Regions from separate parts of the Mus musculus genome. Here region 1 is linked to region 2. Evidence: chromatin contacts called from public ChIA-PET data. All regions are on one chromosome and are shown on one strand. The core of a region is the stretch at or near the end of the contact, and the rest is flanking DNA. Distances in the headings are between cores, read along the strand shown. Region 1 has its middle 54 kb from the start of 4930511E03Rik. Region 2 overlaps Slc25a26 (solute carrier family 25 (mitochondrial carrier, phosphate carrier), member 26).

Region 1 (6,822 bases), core at 3,590-6,089, 450 kb after region 2:
ATAGCTGATTCCCATGGCATACAGACTCTTAGATATCCAGGGAAATCACAAAGAACTGAATCAACTTTATATGCCCCAGTACAGGGGAACACCAGGGCCAAGAAGTGGGAGTGGGTGGGTAGGGGGGCAGGGGGCGGGGCAGGGGAGAGGGTATAGGGGACTTTCGGGATATCATTTGAAACGTAAATGAAGAAGATACATAATAAAAAATTGGAAAAAAAAAGAACTGAATCAAAATTGCAGTTGCGATTCACAGCAGGGAAGTAAACACTGACAACTTGAATTCAGCTAAGTTAATGACCAGTAGTTTCAAAAGGGCCCAGCAGATTTCAGACCCTCTCTAACATCTCAAAACCCAAGCATTACAAAGGCTTTGTTAACCTCTTCTATTAAGAACAAATATATTATACTCTGAAGACCATGTATGACCTGAATTGCTTATTCTTTAAAAGGAAAAAATAAAACTCTAGAAAAAAATATTTTTAAAGCATACAGGACCTGCCCACAGGCCACAATTTGTTGACGGATACAGTGGAGACACATGCAAGTGCAACAAAAGCTGTAAGTAGAGTTGCTTTGGAGATATAAATATTAGGGTTTTGCATGGTTAATGCTGAATTAGATTCTGATCATAGATCGAAGAAATCCGCCTGCCTCTGCCTCCCGAGTGCTGGGATTAAAGACGTGAGCCACCACGTCCGGCTTTTTTTTTTTTTTTTTTTTTTTTTTTTGGTTTTTCGAGACAGAGTTTCTCTGTGTAGCCCTGGCTGTCCTGGAACTCACTCTGTAGACCAGGCTGGCCTCAAACTCAGAAATCCACCTGCCTCTGCCTCCCAAGTGCTGGGATTAAAGGCGTGTACCACCATGCCCAGCTAAGGATATAAATTTTTATCTACTACTCCAGAGTCATGCCTGCCTCCTTGCTCCCTGCCATGTGGTCATGGATCCTAACCCTCTGAAACTGTAAGCAAGTCCCTAATTAAATGCTTCTTTTTAATAGATTGCCTTGGTCATGTAGTCTCCTCACAGCAATAGAATCGTAACTAAGACAGCCTCTAATAGGAACTGTGGCAAAGGGTGGGAAGACTTGGGAACTTGGAAATAGGATTAGACAGGAAAACACACACACAACAAAAGGCTACATTTCTAATAAGAGAGAAACCAGAATGGAGGACAACAAGCTCACATCAGGAACCAGCAGAGAAAGAAAAAAGTCAAATCAGCTTAATACAGGCAAAAATGAAATATGGTATAAAGGGAAACTTGTGCTTGGGGCCAAATAAATAAATAAATAAATAAATAAATAAATAAATAAAAGCAATATGATGCAAGAATAAAATTCTGTGTAGAACCTACAACTAAAATTTGCATACTGTTTCTCCTTATATGGCACTAGAAAACCCCCAATGTTTTACTGAAGCAATTAGTATTTTATCTAGACTTAATGAGGAACAACTTAGAAGTCCATAGACTTTAAATCAAGTTCTGAAAAAAAAAATGCGGACAGACAAAGACCAACCTGCCGCCAATATTTTTTTTTGCTGTTTCCTTCTTTACAGTCTGGTCCTCACCGACTTTTACCCACTGAGAAAGAATCAGAGACATCTATTTTCTTCCTGCCCTGTAGTGAGAGAGCAGAGGTCTTTTCCTTGCTTGTAAACAGAAGCTTTTTTTCCCCCTTTCTGTCATTCTTTAGGGCTCCTGAATATCCTTTTGAACTGTGAAGCCAGAGAAGGTTGTGACAAAGGGACTTTCCCTCTAAAATAATGGATTACAGACACCGGAGGCCCAACATCATCAACCTAGGGGAAGGGTGCAGGCAAGAGAAGCTGCTGCGGCCTCAGACCTCTCTGAGCACAGCACAAGCCAGCAGGCAGTGGGAAAGGCAGCATCCTATCTCAGAAGTTTGAAAAGGTGGGCCAGGTTGGGAGGACGTACTCATTCCCTAGCAGCAATACACTGTCCAAAAATAACCTGTGCCCGCTGTGCCCTTTCTCATCCTGGTGCCCTTTGTACCCAAGTTCACCCACTGACATTTTCCTCTCACTAATATTCAGAGCTTAGCCTGTTAGTTTTTTTTTTAAGACTTATTTTTATTTAAGCATGGATGTGTGTGTTTGTGTGAGTATATGGTAGTGTGTGCAAAGGCCCGAAAAAGGTGTTACATATCCCCAAAGCTGGAAATACAGGTGACTGTGAGCCACACGTGGGTGCTAGGAACTGAACTTGGTCATCTGAACGAGCAGCAAACACATTTAACTGTAGTCAGCAGAGCTAGATAGTCAACATTTAAAATGATTGTTTCTACCTTGAACGTGGAACCTTTATGCCTTGTCCAAAGGAGAGTGGAAAGTCCTGGGTACTGCAGCCCAGTACAAGAGCCCCAGGTCTGAAACACCATTACTGCATGTGTGGGACTAAGGAAAGACAAACACTATGACAGCCACACTGTGTCTTGAGATGAAGGAGAGTTTAGAGAAATCTATCTCTACAGGGTTCATTTGCTAAATGGCCTCCTGAAGTTCATAGTGGTCAATACAGACCCTAAAATCTGAGATGGAATATGTCAGTCAGCTGCAACCCACATGCTCTCCAGTACTCAAGTTAGAGTCTGGGCCGTGGTTTAACATCTAGTGGTAGGAACACTCTCTGTATTTCAGTGATTTTTTTTTTTCTGGGCAGATCCTTCAATGTCACAACAATGCTTCTTTAAAATTAGACTCCCTTTTGGATGTCAGTCAGGCAGTGAATGAGTTAGTCAAGTACTAGGCAGAGCCCTGAAATTATAGCTCTGGACCTTTAGAACTTTCTTCTTTTGTATACTGTTATAGGCATGTAGGGTGCCATGGTTCTTCACGGAGCCTGTATGTTTGCACAGGGTCTGTATGGCACACACTTAGCACCCTCAGTTACTCATGTCCTGTGATGGTGTGTTGAGAGGGGAGGGATAGGAACTAAAAGGATAAAAACGCTATGGGGTTTCACAGGGTTACATTACACTAGAGCTGGGCAGAAGGCGTCGTAGCAACTACATGGCTCAATCTAATTCCACTTGGGTCTAGAGATGGTTAAAAAAAAATCCTCCTAATGTCACCGGCGTGGTGGCGCACGCCTTTAATCCCAGCACTTGGGAGGCAGAGGCAGGCGGATTTCTGAGTTCGAGGCCAGCCTGGTCTACAGAGTGAGTTCCAGGACAGCCAGGGCTACACAGAGAAACCCTGTCTCGAAAAACAAAACAACAACAACAACAACAAATCCTCCTAATGATACACATCGAGTCAGTGCTTGAGCCAAGGCTTGACCTGTGTCTTCTGACTTCAAATCCACTCCTCTTAGACTAGTGTAATGTAGTTTCAAATAGTTTTAATTATTTGGGTGTGTGTGTGTGTGTGAGAGAGAGAGAGAGAGAGAGAGAAGGAGAGAGAGAGGGGGGAGGCAGAGAGGGAGGGAGAGGGAAAGCGGAGGGGGGGGGAAGAGGGAGGGAAGGAGGGAGGGAGAGAGAGAGAGAGAGAGAAGGAGAGAGAGAGAGAGAGAGAGAGAGAGAGAGAGAGAGAGAGAGAGAGGAGGCAGAGGGGGAGGAGAGGTGGAGGTGGAGGGGAAGAGGGAGGGAGCATGCATGGCCCTGTTTTGCTGGCATGTATGGCCATGCACCGTGTATGCAGTGGTGTCTGAGGAGGCCAGAAAGAGCACTGGATCCCTTAGCACTGAATTTATAGTTAGTTGTGAGACACCATGTAGGTGCTAGGAATTGGGTTCACCCTCGTCTTCTGGAAAAGCAGCTAGTGTTTTAACTGTTAAGCCATCTCTCCAGTCTTTAGACTTACTATTTCAGCTAAGAAACTCCCATGGCCTTGGTTGCTAATGTTGTAATAGTTGGGGTTAGTAGCTCTAGGATAATACCTCCTCATGGTTCAGCAAACAGAATCGTTCACTCCTGCAAGGTCAAAGGCAAGTCAATGAGGATTTGCTCTGTTCAGTTAGGGAATCAGGCTCTCTTCATGGAAACAGGTGGCTTCAGGTCACAACAGCAGTGAGGAGAATGGAGACTAGCCCTGGTTCTTAGATGTTGGTTCTTACTTCCATACGCATTTCCTAGGCTGGGAATAGTTATACAGTTCCATTTTACCAAAGGGAAAAGAATAGCAAATTTTTGTTTCTCGGACCACACTCCCACAAACATGGGTGTAGCACAAGGGCATTCTGGGTCATTAGAAGACAAGACTCTAACACATAATCTCATTACTTGAGTCACACTGAAGTATGAAAGGCAGGCAGAACATACTAGTGGCTTATGAATTCACCTCCCTTATAGCAATCAATTAAAATACAAAGGCAGACCTCATGAACGTAATGATCCAAAAATACTGACCACCTGCTTTGGCTATAAAGTTTCCCAGATTGGAAGTTGAAATTGGATTTTTTTTTTCCTTTCCAGGGCATTTTGTAGGCGTCTATTGGCTCAGTGTCAGAATAGCTGGACCTCCAATAAAATGAATACAAATATTTGTGAGGTTCATTGCCTGCCGCTTGGCAGCAGGTCAGAGCTGGCCCCTAGAGAACACGTGCTCTGCAGGCACGTGGCAAGTCTGACTTGCATGGTTCAGTGAGCCAATGGGGACTGTCACTCTGGAAAAATCCACAAAGTTTAGCCCCCATTAAATCATATTGACAGCTTCTTGTTTCCCTGTTTGTCGTATTTAAGACACAGCATTTCTTGATTCCTATGGTGGTTAATCTTGTCAACTTGACAGGAGGTGAAATTACTTTGGTACCCTAAAAAGAGGTGGCACTATTCCACGGGCTGAGCTCTGAAACTGAACAGAGAGAGAGCAAACATTCATCGATGTGTGTATGTGGACTGCACATACAGTGTGACAAGCCATTTCCCCAGTTCTTGCTGCCCTCACCATGGACACACACACACAAACACACACACACACACACACACATACACACACACACACACACACACGTGCTGTAGCCTTCTTTGTAAGAATGTCTCAAGTTCTAATGTGAAAATACCCAGGGACGGTAGGAAAGTGCTGATTCTTATCTCAAGGGCTGGCCTAGGTCCTACAAGCCTGTTTCCCCAGTTCAGCTGCTGAAGTCTTTAAGAACTGCCCCAGAGCTACTGTTTCTGTCTTGCCCCTTTAGCCTTGAGCACTTTCTTTGCAGCTGGGCTTTCTAAAAACCAGAGATGTGAAGATACAAAAGCCTGGCCCGCCAGCATCAGTGAGACAAAATCGTAGCATAGTGAGTTTCTGCCTCCTAATTCCCTAGTAGAGAGGTTTATGCCTGAGGGAGGCTTTGTCTGGAATCTCGTTTTTTTCCTCTACCTTCCCCTCTCATAAAGATTTCTCCAGAGACAGCTGCTTTGTCTTTCCCAGGAAACCTTGCCTTGGGATTCTGGAAGACCTGTGCAACAAACACATTCTCAGGCCACATTTTGGGAAACAGATCTAAGAGTGATGCAGAAGAGCTTAAGCAAGATGGTGCTGGACTTTGGGTCAAATAGACCAGGCTTCAAACAATGTGATGCCCAGTTCAAGCTAGGCTCAGATAAATGCTCTTTAGCAATATTAACTCATTATACATTCATGATAACTTTGAAAGAAGAAAGCTCTGTTTTGCAAAAAGAACTGAGAGATCAAACGAAGCATTCAAAGCAATCCAGTTTAAAAGTAGCAAAGCTGGGGACCGAGTCTCCTTATTCTGGGTCCACAGTAGTGAGTTCAATTGGTAAATGGCTAGTTTCTGCTTTTGTAACAGCAGGCTGTCATTTTCCTGACCTTCAATTCCTGATGTATAAAACAGGGAATGTAAATAGCTACCTTCAGAATTACTCAAGGATTAAATGAGGTAGTTATATTAAGTGCCCAGTAAGGAGCTGAGCAAATGCTGGGTGTATTGCTCAGCACATTCAACTCATTTCTTTGGTACTCGGTAGCATGTGAACCTCACCTCTGCCACTGAGAAGTCAGATTTCAAAGACAACTGGTCGACCAGTTCTTTGGTTCCCAGCCTCAGTTCAAGCCTGTTCACTTCTAGAGAGATGGAACGCTTTGACCATTCTTGTAACCCTATTAGATGAGGTTTCTGACCCTTTACTAGAGGAGGTTAATTGAGTCCAAGTTAAGTCCAGGCATGCTAACATTTCTCTCTTCAAAAGATGATGGGTGGTACCTGAAATAGGAGGGGGAAAAATTCCTGAAGGACAGCATGCAGGCCCCAGAAACATAGCAATGTCCCTGAGAAGAACAGAAATCAGTTTCTACTTTTTCTTGCGTTCAGCATGTGTATGCTCTCTCTTATTTTCTATACCTGACTTCTGTCATATTGGTATTTATACTTAACTCCAGCTGCCCCTTTTGACTTGCTTCTTAATTGTCTCCCATAGAAGAATTGATCTTAAATAACACAAACACAATAAGGTACTTTTTAACATAGAACAGCTAGTTTATAGAAAAGATGCAATAAAAAAAGCAGGTGTTATCGCCCTCCTTCCAAGGTTCAGAGATCATCATAGGAGAGGGCATGAAAAGATTGCTAAGAGCCAGAGGTCAGAGCAAAACTGAGTACAACATGGCAGAGCTGCTGCACTCAAGAACCTACAGGGGCTGTGGTTGCCTGCATAAGATCTGCATAAAAGCAAGCCAATCAATACTCCACCATGTAAAGGAGGGAGGGGAAACACACAAACTCTAGCCTCTAGATGAGGAGCTATTGACAGTTAATAGCTAATAGATGATGGAGATGCAGTTTTCTTTAGGGGCCTAGCTCATGATAGGTCAACCATGCTCAGAGGATGGAACCATACCCACT
Region 2 (7,158 bases), core at 843-3,342:
TTGCAAGGCTCTGAGCATTGGTCTCATGTGAACTGCAAGAAAGGGTCGCCTTGAAACAGTCAGTGCTGGATAGTAAAGATAAACACACATATGCAACACACACATACACATATAAATACATATACACATACACACACCAATAACAATTAAAGAAAAAAAGCATGAATTTGAGAGAGAGCAAGGAGGGGTAGATGGGGGTGTGATAGGGAAGGAAAGGGGGAAATGCTGTTATCATAATTTAAACAATTATTTTATGAAACACCACCTGATACTCATCCTCCTCACCTGTTCTTGGTGACACTGTGTGACATCCACTAGCCTGTGTACTGTGAGTGGTGACACTGTGTGATGTCCACTAAGCTGTGTACTGTGGGTTCTGGCTGAGTGCCAGAGGTAATAAGAATGATTGTAGCGTGCACTCCCTGAGGCTGATGTGTGGATATGAAGGGACGTCCTTTTGCTTGCTTTTGCTCGTGGCATCACTTAGAAGGTCTCGCCTCTCCTCACCCTGACTGCAAGTAAAAATAGCCCCATCCTTTTAGGGCACCTACTGCAGTTCCTCAGGGTGAGATGGTGCTAGATGTGGGCTGCAAACACTGAGTAAATACAGGAATGTCCCATGCAAACCAATATAATAACCCCAGGTAGTTCATTTCCCATTTCCCATCTTAGAGAATAGCAAATAGGCCTCACCTCATGGTGAGACTTTTTAGGCATTGCTCAATATATATGACTTTGTCAAGTTGAAGTGGCCCCTGTATTTTCTCTAACTTGCTTGTGTGTGTCTGAAAAAGCCTGTTATTTATATTCCATTTCTTAAAATAAAAAATTGGAGCCATCAAAATTGGCAAGCGTTAAGCATGCTAATTAGTTCAATGTACTGACCAATTCTCTGAATTATTAGTTCAAAGGAGCGTGTGGACAGGGATGAAATTAGATTTAGGCGTTTTTCACTCTGGTTGTTTTAGGATCCTCGGGGTTGCTTTGATCTGTAAATAACAGCTGTTTCTTCATGCATGGTTCAGGGTACATGAAACACGTTCCAAGCTGTTTCTCAGACTTGGGACTCATCATTATGATCCTAAACTGGACATGCACACTGTAACTGTAGCTCCTATAGAAATGCCAGCTTGAATTTGGGAACAGAAGTGAACGGATTTTATTCTTTATTTTGTGTTATAGCATAGTTACAAGGTACCACATAAAGTTTGCTCACTAACTACCAAAATATACTGACTTCCTAAATATCACTTTTCATTCTAAAAGCTGAGAAAGCTGTGAACACATATAGATTATGTTTGTACCTGTGCATGTTTATAATTTTATAAACACATAGAAAGTTATTCATATATATGTGTGTGTGTGTGTGTGTGTGTGTGTACATACATACATACATATAACTAAATATTTTAGACATCTGCTTTGTGAAGATTACCATGCTTGTCTTGCTTGGTAAGTATTTATTTAAATTTAAGAATTATTTGATAACTAGAATTAAAAATCACACCTAGGCTACTTCACTTCAGTACACAAAAGTGTATTTTGCTTAGTTATCATGACTTGTATGTCTGTGGTCCATGTGAGAAGGGGTTAGAACTGGGAGGATTGCTTTAAGGAAGGGCAGGAAGTGAATGGGAGAGAGTGAGAGGGAAGCAAGGCTCAGTCCAGCTGCTATGGTGTGCAGCGAAGCCAGGTGACAGGAATGCAGCAAGTGACCTCTGCAGCCTTCCATTTACACATAATCCTAGAAACGATAGGGGCTGCGGAGCTGAGAGCAGTTAAGAGCGCACTGCTCTTTCTGAGGACATGTGTTCATTTCCTTCACCCTCTGCTGACACCTGCACACCTGGGACACATCTACATACACATAATTAAAAAATAAAATAGAATCTTAAAAAAATGGAAATTGTCATGTCTCAGGTTAATTTTAGAAGTGAGATCTCATTTTATTTAGTAAAGCCTTTCTGTTCATTACAAACTCTGCAGGATTTAACAGTGCGTTCCATTTGTGGCTTTTCTTTACTGTTCACTGTGTCAAACATCAGGAAGCAGAGTCCACGCGCTGCAGTGATGTAATCTGCTGTCTGTGGCCTCCCAGAGATGTCCAGTCATCCGGACATTGGTCGTGTCAATTTTAAGATGGTAAGCTGTAACTTGTCTTTGTAGTAACGCTGTAGGCACATACATAGCACTCTCGAGTGCCCCGCTGCCTTCACACTGCAGTGCGGAGTGTGGTAGTGTTGGGACTGTGTGGTCCATAGAGCCTGAGCTCCTTATCCGGCTCAGTTAGAAAGTTTGCAGAGACCTGGACTCAATAATCTCCAAAGTACCTGCTGTGCCTTGAGTGGGTTTCCTTTTTGGTAGAACCCCTCCTTAGTTCCAGGGCCCAAAGGTCTTTGCCATTGCCAGAGGAAATGCCCATCTCCAGGTGTGGAGCCTGGGCCCGCAGCATCACCATTACCTGGGGACTTGGCAGACATATAAGTCCTTAGCTTTTGCCCCAGACTTGTGAATCTGGAACTCGGGGGATGGGATCAAGAGTTTGCGTTTTATCCCCTGCAGGTGACCCTGAGCCTACTGTGAGAACAGCTGGATCTAAGACACTGAGCTCAGGGAAGAGATTCCCCTGTGGGGTAGAGGCTCACCTGGTGCTTACAGGGCTCTGTGCCATCCAGTTCCCAGCAGAGCAAAACAAACAGCAACCAAGGCGAATCCCAAACAAGCCAGAAATGAAGGAGCAGGGGTTATAGTTAGGGTTAGGGTCAGGGTTGTAACAGAGCTGGGTGTTCTGTTTTGAAATAAAGAAATGTTGGATAACATTGCTGGAACTCGGGAGACAGTTTTTTCATCTTTAGCAACGTTTCTGTCATGAATTGCCGGTTTTTAACAAAATTCCTGGGGCCTGTGTCATCTTGCACAGGTTTTTCCTTCACACGCGAGTGTGTGGATTGTTTTGATGTTTTCATGTTTGCGAGCCAGGCACTTGGCTCACACTCAGCCCTACCCTCTCTTGTCACCTTGTGGCTGTTAATGGACAGCAAACATGGTTACCTTCTTCATGAAGTTTTCTCTCCCCCTTCCCCCCAATCTTGGTAGTAGGCTACTTAGAATTATTTTAAAGCTAAATGATTTTAAATAGTTTTCAAGATAAAAGAATTACATGAGGAATTATTTTGATTTTACAGAAAATACTTGGAAAAAAGAACATTTAGCCAGCCTTCCTGCTGTGGCTGGATTTCTTACTATTTTGAGAAGGACCCCGTGGAATGGACTTTTTCCTCAGTGCTAAAACCCAGCAGAAATGTGTTCTCCTCAGATGCGGCTCAGGGAGAGGGGAGAAGAATTGCACATGTCAGGAAAGCGCCCCAGGATGGCATTGTTGTGTGGAGCATTGCTTTCATCTCTGAGATATCTCACACCTGCTTCATTTGGCACAGTGTTCCCAACAACCAGCAGACAGCCTGCCAGCCCAACCCCAGGCTTGCGGAAGCTAACAAGGAGCCATAGCAAGCACCAGTGCTGTCGAAAAGCCCAGGGTACACAAACTTTTAGGTACTTTTTACTTTATTGAAAACAGGCTCCCGTGTGTGTGTGTGTGTGTGTGTGTGTGTGTGTACATGACTGTACATAAACACACATGCTATCTGGAAGTGTATGCCTATGTGACCTCATGTGTGCATACTTAGGCACTCTCTACACTGTTGTATATTCCAAGTGATAATAGTCCTTTGCAAGTGTTTCTAAGACCCATGTGAACCGCCTGTCACTAGACTTCCATAGGCTGTGTGGTACACTAGTTGCCTGAGTCTTCTTTCTCAGTATCCAGTGTGAAGGGAGGTACACAGGTGTGGCGGGCATGGGCTCACATAGGCAGTGAGAATGACTATGTTAGATCCTCTGGACTGCTTTTCTTCTAAGGACCTGATTTGGACTTTTAGACTGCAGTGCTTGTGCCATACTGTTTATTGGACAGTGTGCTTATTTAAATGTCATCATAGCTGTTTGTGAAAGTCCTGGAGAGGTTTCCTCGTGCTGGTAGATTCCGGAAAGGGACTGTTTATTTGCTTCGCTTTTTCTGAGGATGGAATCGGACTTTTTTCACATTTTATCGATGACCCATTGGCTATCCCCAAGCCAGCTCCAGTTAACAATAATCGTATTTAATATTTAATAAATTGCCAGGCTTTGGAGCCATCTGGAACTTTATTTTCTCTGCACGCAGCATCTGAGTTTCAGCTGTTAGCCTTTCTCCTTTGCTCTGGGAAGGGTCAATTGCTTTTAAAGTCTTTGATGCTTGCTGTGTCAGCCCTTTTCATATTTTCAAAATGCCCGTGTAAAAGGGCTTTTCATCCATTCATGCTGATAATTCTTTTGAACTTGAGGTTTGAACCAAACTAATCAAATTTAATTATAGCTCAAATCCTGTTACAGTGAACTACAGTAGACTTCCAGGCTGTTTTTTTTTCTTTCTTTCTTTCTTTTTTTTTTTTTTTTTTTTTTTTTATGTTACACTGGAATTCAGCCATTACCAATATTACATTAAGCAACCAGGCCATTGACCACAGTGTGAAAGACCCTTTGCAGTGACCAGGCTTTTGTTACATTGACATGGTAATATGATTTGAACCTTTTTCTTTTTAAAGGAAATCAGGAATTAGTCACAAGCAAATTTTCTTTATTTGCATAATTATGTAATCTCCTCATATCATACTTAGTGGTTTCAACAGTTAGCACCCAGCATTAAAATCTGAGAACTACTTCCTTTATTTTCTTTTATATTTTTGGTTTGGGAATTCTGGGTTGTTAACTTCCTCCATTATCTGCTCCATATCAAACTAGATTGACTGGCTACTGTGTTGGGAGTCCGAGGACTCCGCTCTGCTCTCTTTCCATTTGCCAGTTGTTTTTAGGTGTGTTTGATCTACAATAGCGAGGGACTTGAACTGTACTTAGTGTGGTGTTTGAATGAGTTCTCCAGGTGGTGGAATTGTTTGGAAAGGACCAGGGGGTGTGGCCTCCTGGAGGATGAAAGGGATTTTCTTAGAGAAGGCCTTGGCTTTGTTGTTGCTCATGCTTATTTTTATTGTTCTTAAGATCTAAAACTCAGTAAGGGTTTCCATCTGTCCCTTTGGGGATGGCACCATGGCTTGTGCCGTGTCCCAGTGTTCTGAAAAAGAGTGCCTTTCCTATTTCATTAAAAACCTATCTGGGACAGTAGCATTTACTGGAGAGAAAATGGAAGAAGTCTGATACCACTGTGAACTAACGGAGCAGGACTTGTGCTGACATGCCTGATGCTGCCGTGATTGCTGGCCAGCATGCATGCTTCCACTGTAGTGTCCTGTTGGTCCCATCTCTGCCTCCATGGGTGTTGGGGGCTTTCCCCAGCACTGTGTAGATTTTATTTTACAATTCACTTCTGGATTTCTAAGCATATTTGGGGATAATGGCAATTTAAAATACTCTAAGTTTCTTTTCATCTGTAAGTAAAAGCCTCTCCAGGTTTAGTATTGGATCAATCTTAAGGTGCAAGAATCAAATGGCAGATTTACTCTCTCCTCAGGATATTTAAATCTGAAATGTACAGTAGAGCTTATTTTTAGAAGAGAAAAAGAAAAGCGAAAATCAGTACTCTTGGTAAGGTGGAAACTGACTTATTTTGAAATTTTTCCTCAAAATTGCCACTTTCTGTGAGTCAGTCATGGCCCTGCCTTTTGTTTTAAAGTGAGTGTGAAGTTAGTGTGTATACTGGCTGGTTTTGTATGCCAACTTGACACAGGCTGGAGTTATCACAGAGAAAGGAGCTTCAGTTGGGGAAATGCCTCCATGAGATCAGCTGTGGGGCATTTTCTCAATTAGTGATCAAGGTGGGAGGACCCCTTGTGGGTGGTGCCATCCCTGGTCTGGTAGTCTTGGGTTCTTAAGAAAGTAAGCTGAGCAAGCTAGAGGAAGCAAGCCAGGAAGTAACATCCCTCCATGGCCTCTGCATCAGCTCCTGCTTCCTGACCTGCTTTCGTTTCAAGCCTGACTTCCTTTGGTGATGAACAGCAGTATGGAAGTGTAAGTTGAATAAACCCTTTCCTCCCCAACTTGCTTCTTGGTCATGATGTTTGTGTAGGAATAGAAATCCTGACTAAGACAGTGTTTATGCTAGGTACTTTGAAATTTGAGCTTTGCTCTGAGCGGCAGTAGATTCAAATCTTAGCTTAGCTCTAGGGTTGTTGGCTGCATCTCCCACTCTGGCTGGAGGACAGGGCTGTGTCAAAAGAACACAGTAGTGTGCCTTTGACTGTAGCTCCAGGGAGAGTGAATGACAATTTATGTGAACTGGAGCCTGTGATTGGAAAAGACAAACTTGGACTCAAAGGGACAGAACTGTGCTGGGCACAGACCATTTCCCGAGAGCGGTGGCGAGCGTTTTTTTGACCAGCCACTTCTAGTTTTGCCCCAGAGAACCCTGAGCTCACCTTCCATCTGTTTCTTGTCTGAGTGCTGTCATTTAAACTCGAGTTGAGGGGTTGGAGAGTTATTCTTGCAAAAGACTTGGGTTCGATTCCCAGCACCCACATGGAGGTTCAGCACTTCCTTAGGTACCATGCATGCTTGTGGTACATGGGGTACATTCAGGGAAAGCACTCTCACACACACACAAAGTAAAGCAAATCTGAAGAAAAAGAAACCTTGAGCGGATGAGATAGGTTGTCTATGGTTACAGAGTCTGAGAGCTATGGAGCTAACTGTCTAGAAATGCCTATAGATGCTTGCGTGAGAATGTTTGGAGGTGCTAGAAGACAGGCTCTGAGGTCACCTGGCAGGGTGCAGATCTCAGCTCAACACCTGACACCTGTGTGGCCTTAGGCAAGTTATTTCAACTGTCTTTTCTCTCTCTCTCTCTCTCTCTCTCTCTCTCTCTCTCTCTCTCTCTCTCTCTTTAAGATAAGAACAAAACAATGCCTACCTGAGAATTATATATGTTCACACGTGTGGGGTCTCAGGAGTTCACACACATGAGGGGCTCAGGAGAGTGCCCACAAGATCTGTGTTCATACATGTTGGAGGTTCAGGAGAGTGCCAGCAACATATGTGTTCACACACATGAGGGGCTCAGGAGAGTGCCTGGAACAGTGCTCTGTGTGGGCCATCCTGTTTATTATGGAG

The links. ChIA-PET counts read pairs in DNA pulled down with a chosen protein or histone mark.
Region 1: an H3K27ac ChIA-PET map of liver shows a contact between it and region 2, with 11 times the contacts expected there. The contact joins two enhancer-like sites. A contact is called at or near these places in 8 of 39 promoter capture datasets (the 3T3-L1 cell line, the C10 cell line, embryonic stem cells and 3 more), 9 of 15 datasets of contacts at CTCF or cohesin (CD8 T cells, the NIH/3T3 cell line, embryonic stem cells and 3 more), 200 of 484 Hi-C or Micro-C datasets (the 3T3-L1 cell line, 3T3-L1-derived adipocytes, the AML12 cell line and 96 more), 28 of 115 datasets of contacts at active chromatin or transcription factors (the NIH/3T3 cell line, PVALB interneurons, T-cell acute lymphoblastic leukemia and 18 more) and 6 of 9 other capture datasets (adipose tissue, embryonic stem cells, embryonic tail and 3 more).

Annotation. Positions count from the first base shown.
Region 1 is chr6:94,994,697-95,001,518 of GRCm38.p6, forward strand. No RefSeq gene overlaps it. Among named protein-coding and RNA genes, the nearest start is that of 4930511E03Rik, 54 kb to the left of the region's middle. Within about 2 kb of position 4,840, at least 14 of the 459 cell types and tissues checked have an H3K27ac peak or open chromatin away from gene starts, as enhancers often do. A contact at or near this core is called in liver, where this site is marked.
Region 2 is chr6:94,547,054-94,554,211 of GRCm38.p6, forward strand. All of the region lies in intron 5 of Slc25a26 (solute carrier family 25 (mitochondrial carrier, phosphate carrier), member 26), which reads left to right. Among named protein-coding and RNA genes, the nearest start is that of Slc25a26, 50 kb to the left of the region's middle. Within about 2 kb of position 2,093, at least 12 of the 459 cell types and tissues checked have an H3K27ac peak or open chromatin away from gene starts, as enhancers often do. A contact at or near this core is called in liver, where this site is marked.